Linked DNA regions of Ovis aries: region 2 is linked to region 1. Evidence: chromatin contacts called from public Hi-C data. All regions are on one chromosome and are shown on one strand. Each heading gives the region's core, a stretch centred on a gene start, on an enhancer-like site or on the middle of the called end of the contact. The rest is flanking DNA. Distances are from core to core; before and after follow the strand shown. Region 1 has its middle 52 kb from the start of TRNAW-CCA. Region 2 overlaps LOC121819842 (a long non-coding RNA gene).

Region 1 (3,680 bases), core at 567-3,066:
AAGGAAAAAAACTCAATTATATCATAATGACAAATCAAGAACAGCTGTGGAGTACATATACGTCTTCTATATTTTCTTTCTTATTCTTCTAAAATGAAGATAATAACCATGCAGTCTATACTATCATTAAAGTATATATTCACTGCAAACCGAAGCGCAACCTGGCCCGAGGGAGCAAAACATCATATGAGTTCACTGCCTGAAATCTGTCATCACAGAACCATGCCTTAAAAGATTTTGCCCTTCCTTTTCTCATCTTTCCTCCTCTCATAGGGAGCAGCAGGGCATTTTCCATTTGAATTTGCTGCTGAGAATAGATTTTGAGTACCTCAGGGTAAACTGAGAAGTGGTACCCACGTAGTACTCTTAAAGTTAGAACATTTGTCTCCCTTACATCTATCGGCATTTTATTCCTAGCACCAATTCCTACATGATCATCTTCCTTGCTCCCCTACAAGTAGGAGATGCCTCGAACATTTAAAAACTAATCAAGCAAAGACATGGGAGAATCTTAGATGCATATTTCAAAGTGAAAGAAGCCAGTCTGAAAAGGTTACATGCTGTATGATTCCAACTATATGACACTCTGGACAAGGTGGAACTATAGACATTAAAAAAATTAGTGGTTACTAAGGGTGGGGAAGGAGGGAGATGAATAGGCAGAACAGACAGGATTTTAGAGCAGTGAAACTATTCTGTAGGCTACTATAATGTCAGATTACATGTCATTATACATTTGTCAAGACTCATAGAATGTAAAACACTAAAAGTAAACTCTAAGATAAACTATGGACTTCATTCTAGAGAGTGATGTTAATAATCAGAGGCTATGGTGGGGGTGGGAGGGTGGTAAGGGAGAAATTTCTGCATCTTCCTCTCAATTTTGTTGTAAATCTAAAACTTCTCTTTAAAAACTGTCTTATAAAAAGACGAATGAAGCCTCATTATTTTGAATTTTATACTATTTTGGGAAATGCAAACTTTTGTGTTGGGATGAGATTTACAGGACAGGGTTTCAGAAAAGTTTCTAAACCACTTAATAGCACAAACACCATAATAAGGCCTCTGACAAATGCCTTCTTTTCCGGAGATAAACTATTTCTCTTTGGGGGATAGTTAAGCGAAAACCATTCCCTGACACCACCTGATGGGAGTGTAAAGGATCGCTATGCAGGTGCCAGGGGAGCCAAAGGGAAGCGTGGAGGGAGGCCTTCTCTTCTTACCTCACTACACCCCAGTGTTCAGGGCTGTGTTTAGCGCTGGCCACACCTCTCCCTCAAAACCGGGTGGTGCTGTGAGAGACACAGTGAGGACTCCAGGAGAAGAAAGGCAGGCGGGGACGCCAATGCAAAACTGGAGATCAAAGTGGTCTCCGACTAAAGGCGGCGGGTCTGCATGAGGAAGTGGCATGTGGGGGTAGGGGCATTCCCTCTCACACTTGGCCGTGAACCCCGCAAAGGGCTGCAGAAACAGTGCTGAACAGAAATGGCTCTGCAACAAGCAGATATAACACCTTTGAGGCCAGGCCGGGGAGCTTGCCGGCGCTAAAACCTAAGCTGTAGGGAAGGGTGGTGGTGGGGTATACAAAGAACAAAGGAAAGTCGGAAATCTCACGAGTATCAAAGAAAAGGGCTCGAAGAAATGCTGCCGGGGGGAAAAAAAAGCTTCAACTCGAGATGCTTCCGGAATTTTCGGATGCTGATGTAGCCGCCTCCGCTGCCCTCTGCAGCTGCGCCTCTGAGCGCTGCCTTCTCTCTAACTGCCACTTTGATACCACAGTCTTTTGAAGTCTTTTTTCCGTATATTTGTCATTCACTTCTGCATCAGAAAGAAGTCGCTGTTCCAGGGCTTACCCGGTCGAGAGGCTCTGCTAGGAGCGAGGCAAAGACAGGTCCGTGGGCGCCCTCTCCTGATTCTACTGCGAAGCTGCAGCTGGTAGAGCTGAAAAAAGAGCGCGTGCGTTTTTCCCGTTACCGGTGCAGCAAATTTTCATTTAAATTACCCGGTATCTGTGGCTATCAACCTTAAGCGATCACCAGAAACGCCTGGAGGGAAGCGTAAAAACAAGATTTCTGGGTGCCGCCCCCAGAGTTTCTGATTCAGTAAGTTTGGAGTACAGCCCAGTAATTTGCATTTCTAGCGAGTTCCCAGGTGATACTGGTTAAGGGAACAGAGTCCCAGAACGACTGCTGTCTACCCAAGAGACTGGGCAAGGTAGGAAGGCACTTTAGAAAATCAGTGGACCTTATTTTCTGGATTATTGGTGCTAATTTTAGGTTTCCAAATAGACTTTCTGAGAAGAATGTTTCCTGAAATTGTTGTCAGATTTACTTTATTTCGGGTTTTCCAGTGGCTCAGACAGTAAAGAATCTGGTGCAATGCAGGAGATGCAAGAGACAAGAGTTCAATCCCTGGGTGGGGAAGATCCCCTGGAGAAGGAAATGGCAGCCCACTCCAGTATTCTTGCCTGGGAAATCCCATGGACAGAGGAGCCTGGTAGGCTACAGTCAATGGGGTCACAAAGAGTCAGACACGACTGAGTGACTAACACTTTATTCTAAAGCAGCTCTTCGGAAACTGAAAAAGCTTTCAACTTGCCAGCGTGTCACTCAAGGTAGTGAATGGTGCCACCTGAAGACCAGAGGTCCAGGCCCCCACCAGTGCGCTCCCTCTCACAGCCTGCAGGAACCTCAAGTATCCTGCCATGACCTTGATGCGTAGCAACGTCTATAACGGCCACCTAGGGGAAAAACACACCTCAAATGCTGCTGAGACAGGAGAATTCACCACACACGCACGTACCTACCACCTCCAGACTGCTTTCACCAGCAACACCCACCTTCTTCTGAAGATCTGTGGCACCAAAGCACCCTGGGGTGTGGCTGTGGTAACTTTCCTCCCTGCTCTCCTGTGTGTGGTGGCAGGTGTGAGAAAGCCAGTTCTTGGTTGTTGCTGGGTTTAGGTGTTTTGAGGCCCCAGTCTGCCCTCAGGACAGGCTCTCTCACAGAGCTCTGCCTCACACCTTCAACTGCACTTCCTTCTCACTTGATGCTTTACATGCTCTGAACATACTTACAGTTTCTTCTCTCTGCCCACAGAACCCTTGGGCCTGTGGGCCTTGTACCTGGAATGCCCGCCCCTCACCCGCTCCTCCTCCCACCACCTTGTCGGAAGAACCCCTGCCTTCCATGAGGATTCAACACCTCCCTTCACACACACACACACACACACACACACCCCACCCCGAGACTGAGTAGGAACCTGTACTATAGAGTTCCCACAGCACCCAGGCCAAATACAGCCCTCAGCATGTCTGCATGCTCGCTCACTCAGTTGTGTCCGACTCTTAGCGACAGTATGGATTGTAGCCCGGCAGGCTCATCTGTCCGTGGGATTCTCCAGGCAAGAATACTGGAGTGGTTGCCATTTCCTCTTCCAGGGGACCTTCCCGACCCAGAGATCAAACCCGCGTCTCCTGAGTCGCCTGCATTCCTGGCAGATTCTTCACTGCTGAGCTCTCGGGGAAGTCCCACAGCCCCCCCCACTCCCGTGGCAACTGCATGTTCGCTGGGTTGATACCACTAGACTCCTTGGAGGAAGGACTATGACTTTTTCATCTTGGCACCTTCAGATCTAGCTCAGCACCTAGAATGTAATGGGTGCTCAGTACATATGCTAGA
Region 2 (3,851 bases), core at 88-2,587, 43 kb before region 1:
GCAATCTACTTTAATAGGGGGCTAAAGGACTAGCCTTGAAGCTATGTGCATGGAAAGTACACAGTTTGGGGTTGGGTTATATATTCAAAGTCAGTTTTTAAAAATAAATTTGTATAAAGATACATAATACAAAACATATCTTTCATCGTCATGATCAGACAATGAGCAGTTAGTGGGGATAATGCAGGCAAAAGGCCCAAATGATCCGGTGATACCGTATTATGGTTTCAGTCTTGTAGACAGGCTCAGTACACTCAGTGAAGAATAATTCTTTAATCTCTGCCTCCAATCTAGGGAATTTTTTCAGGGCTGTAAGCCAGGCCGGGATGGAGCTGGGATGGAGCTGCCCCTGAGCATGCATTTCTAGTGCAGCCAGGGACTGTGCCTCCTGGAACCGGATGCTCTAGCGCAGTTTCCTTCTTCATCTCTGCCCTCCCTACTTCCCTGGGTGGTGGTGGTTTAGTCACTAAGTTGTGTCCGACTCTTTGTGACCCCATGTAGCCCACCAGGCTCCTCTGTCCATGGGATTTCCCAGACAAGAATATTGGAGTGGGTTGCTGTTTCCTTCTCCCAACCCAGGGATTGAACCTGGGTCTCCTGCATTGCAGGTAGGTTCTTTACTGAGTCACTGGGAAGCCCTCTCTACTCCCTTAACTCAAGGCAAATCTCTCCTAAACTTCCTGAGCCTCTGGAGAATGTTGGTTATGGTCCACGGGTCTCACCCAAGGAGAATCAACTCAAGATATTTTGGTTGTCTAAAATTTGCTTCTACAATTTCTATCTTTTCTGGTTTTCCTCAGTTTAGAAATAACATGAGTTTGAGTGAACTCCAGGAGTTAGTGATGGACAGGGAAGCCTGGCGTGCTGCGGTCCATAGCGTCGCAAAGAGTCGGACACGACTGAGTGACTGAACTGAACTGAACTGAAAGGCTTCCCACGTGGCACAGTGACAAAGAAGCTGCCTGCCAATGCAGGAGAGGCAAGAGATGCAGGTTCAATCCCTGGTTCAGTTCAGGAAGATTCCCTGGAATAGGAAATGGCAACCCACTCCCATATTCTTGCCTGGGAAATTCCATGAACAGAGGAGTCTGAAGGGCTACAGTCACAAAGGGATCACAAAGAATCAGACACGACTGAGCACACACACAAAGGCTAAAGTAATCATCCCAACATAATCCTCACTTTCCCAGGCTACCCTGACCCCTCTTCGACACTATACTGGGAAAACGAGCCTGGTCCACGCTATTTTCTCTCCCAGGTCGCCTCCTCTCCCCAACAGTTCCCAAGTATCTAGCAAACTGAGGCAGGCTTTTTTCTCAGTTGTTGCTATTCTCTTCTCTACCACATGGTGGCACTATTCTCCGGCAGCTTTTTCCCTGCCCCTGATTAAGAAAATAGAGACCTGAGTTGCAGGAAGGGTTCTCCCTGCACCTGGATTTAGGGTGAATATCAGGTGGTGCAGTGGTAAAGAATGTGCCTTCCGATCCAGAAGACACGGGTTAGATCCCTGGGTTGGGAAGATCCCCTGGAAGAGGAAACACACTTCAGTATTCTTGCCTGAAAAATTCTGTGGACAGAGGAGCCTGGTGAGCTACAGTCCATGGGGTGGCAAAGAAATGCTTGAGAATACTTGAAACTCATCAGCCCGCATTAACTTTAAAAGTGCCCCTTTTCCATGAAACATGAATCAGAACCTAAGGACAGAGTTCAATATCTTGAATCTCCAAACTTAAAGCAAGTTTCCTGTTAGAGGGAGTATAGCATCCTAAGGTCCATCTTTGAGTCAGAAGTCACTTGTGCCATTTTCCCCAAGAGGCCTTCATATAAATAAGACTCCCAGATGATTCCCCATGATGTCCCCACTCTAGATTTCATCACATCCATAATGCTCATGCCATTTCCTTCCCCAGCAGAGAGACTCCAGGCTTTGAGATCAGGTCTGTGGCTAAACTCAAGTTCCATCCTTACTGGTCAGTAGCCAAATACTCCTTTGAATACTCAGTTTCCTCAGATACAAAGTGGGAATAACAGTACTTAAGTCAGGGATACCATGGGATGTCCTATGCAAAGCATGGTACTCTGTGTATAGGAGATGATCAGTAAACGCTTGCTCCCCTTTCCTCTCCTTATCCGCATGCTCAGCTCCTTCACTAGGTGATCTTTGCCCAGACTCCAGGGCCCATCAAGCTAATCTACTTTCAGTGGTGTATGCTGTGCTCAGTTGTGTCTGACTCTTTGCAACCCCATGGATTTTAGCCCGCCAAGCTCCTCTGTACGTGGAATTTTCCAAGCAGCTATACTGGAATCGGTTGTCATTTCCTTCTCCAGGAGAGCTTACCAACCCAGGGATCGAACCTGTCTCCTGCATTGACCCACAGATTCTTTACACTAGCACCACCTGGGAGGCCTACTTTCAATATAAAATGAATGAAAGTCACTCAGTCATATCCAACTCTTTGCAAGCCCATAGACTATATAGTCCATGGAATTCTCCAGGCCAGAAAACTGCAGTGGATAGCCGTTCCCTCCTCCAGAGATCTTTCCAACACAGGGATTGAACCCAGGTCTCCCACATTGAAGGAAGATTCTTTACTAGCTGAGCCACCAAGGAAGCCCAAGAATACTGGGGTGGGTAGCCTATCCCTTCTCCAGCGGAGCTTCCCCACCCAGGAATCAAACGAGGGTCTCCTGCATTGCGGGCGGATTCTTTACCAGCTGAGCTACCAGGGATGTCCTTTCAATATACAGCTCTATTTATTTACATATCCAAACAGCAATTATGAGTCCCTGGTGACTCAGCTGGTAAAGAATCTGCCTGCAATGCTGGAGACCTGGGTTTCATCCCTGGGCCACGAAAATCCCCTGGAGAAGAGAATGGCAACCCACTCCAGTATTCTTGCTTGGAGAATTCCACGGAAGAGGAATCTGGCAGCTACTATCCATGAGGATGCAGAGTCGAGTATGACTGAACAACTATCACATACACAAACGGCAGTTACCACCATGATCTACAGGAGATGAGGTTTTAACTGTAAGACCATAAAGCAAAGACAAAAATGCTTTACTTCTTAGCATGGGATTTTAATTGCTTAATAAGATGAAGATACTAATAGTGGCTTAAACAAGGTTGAAGTTTTTCCTCTTGGAAACTGGTTTCCCCTGATAGGAGCTCCCCACATGGACACCCAGGCTTCTTCTAAGATGTCACTCATCCATTCCTAGAGTATTGCGTTTACTCTATAGCTCAAGGAGCCATACCATCATATCTGCCTTGCAGCCATCAGAAAAAGGGAAAAGCAAAGAAAGAGGACAAGCTGTATCTCCCTAAGAACACACTGGAAGTTTCTCAGTCACACTCAACTCCAAGAAGACTGAGAGATCAGAGGCTGCTATGTAACCAGTTGAAAACGCTATTTCAGTGGAGGAGAGGGAATAGTATGCGAGAAAACCCACAGTTGCTGCCAGAGTGCTAATCAGGAGTTTTTCTCTGCCAAAACAAATAGCAAAGCCAGGATAATCCATGTAAGCCGAAAACTATCCAAGCTGCAAGTAACAGCCCATTTATTTCAAACAAATCCATAAAGAAAATTTAACATCAGCCTGGAACACATATATAAATGACAAAGACTTTCAGCTAAATCAAGGGAATATAGCCATATAAAAAAACATTAAACATTTTAGCCTATAAAATCACTGGTTCTTAGAGCTGGTGAGGATCCTAAAGGTGATTTAGTAAAAAACCTTCCACTTAATGCAAGCATTTTCTTTACAGTAACCTTGACCACAGCTATCCCATTTTTTGTAGAACACTTTCAGGCAATGGTTCCTGTAGCCTGAAGGTCCGCAGTCCC

Evidence for each region. Hi-C and Micro-C count contacts between places; a contact is called where the count stands out from the background.
Region 2: a contact with region 1 is called in a Hi-C map of hypothalamus, with 4 times the contacts expected there. The contact joins two enhancer-like sites. A contact is called at or near these places in 8 of 16 Hi-C or Micro-C datasets (blood, hypothalamus, liver and 4 more).

The regions. Positions count from the first base shown.
Region 1 is chr1:78,672,132-78,675,811 of ARS-UI_Ramb_v3.0, reverse strand. No RefSeq gene overlaps it. Among named protein-coding and RNA genes, the nearest start is that of TRNAW-CCA, 52 kb to the right of the region's middle. Within about 2 kb of position 1,816, at least 17 of the 54 cell types and tissues checked have an H3K27ac peak or open chromatin away from gene starts, as enhancers often do. A contact at or near this core is called in hypothalamus, where this site is marked.
Region 2 is chr1:78,714,582-78,718,432 of ARS-UI_Ramb_v3.0, reverse strand. All of the region lies in intron 1 of LOC121819842 (a long non-coding RNA gene), which reads right to left. Among named protein-coding and RNA genes, the nearest start is that of TRNAW-CCA, 94 kb to the right of the region's middle. Within about 2 kb of position 1,337, at least 3 of the 54 cell types and tissues checked have an H3K27ac peak or open chromatin away from gene starts, as enhancers often do. A contact at or near this core is called in hypothalamus, where this site is marked.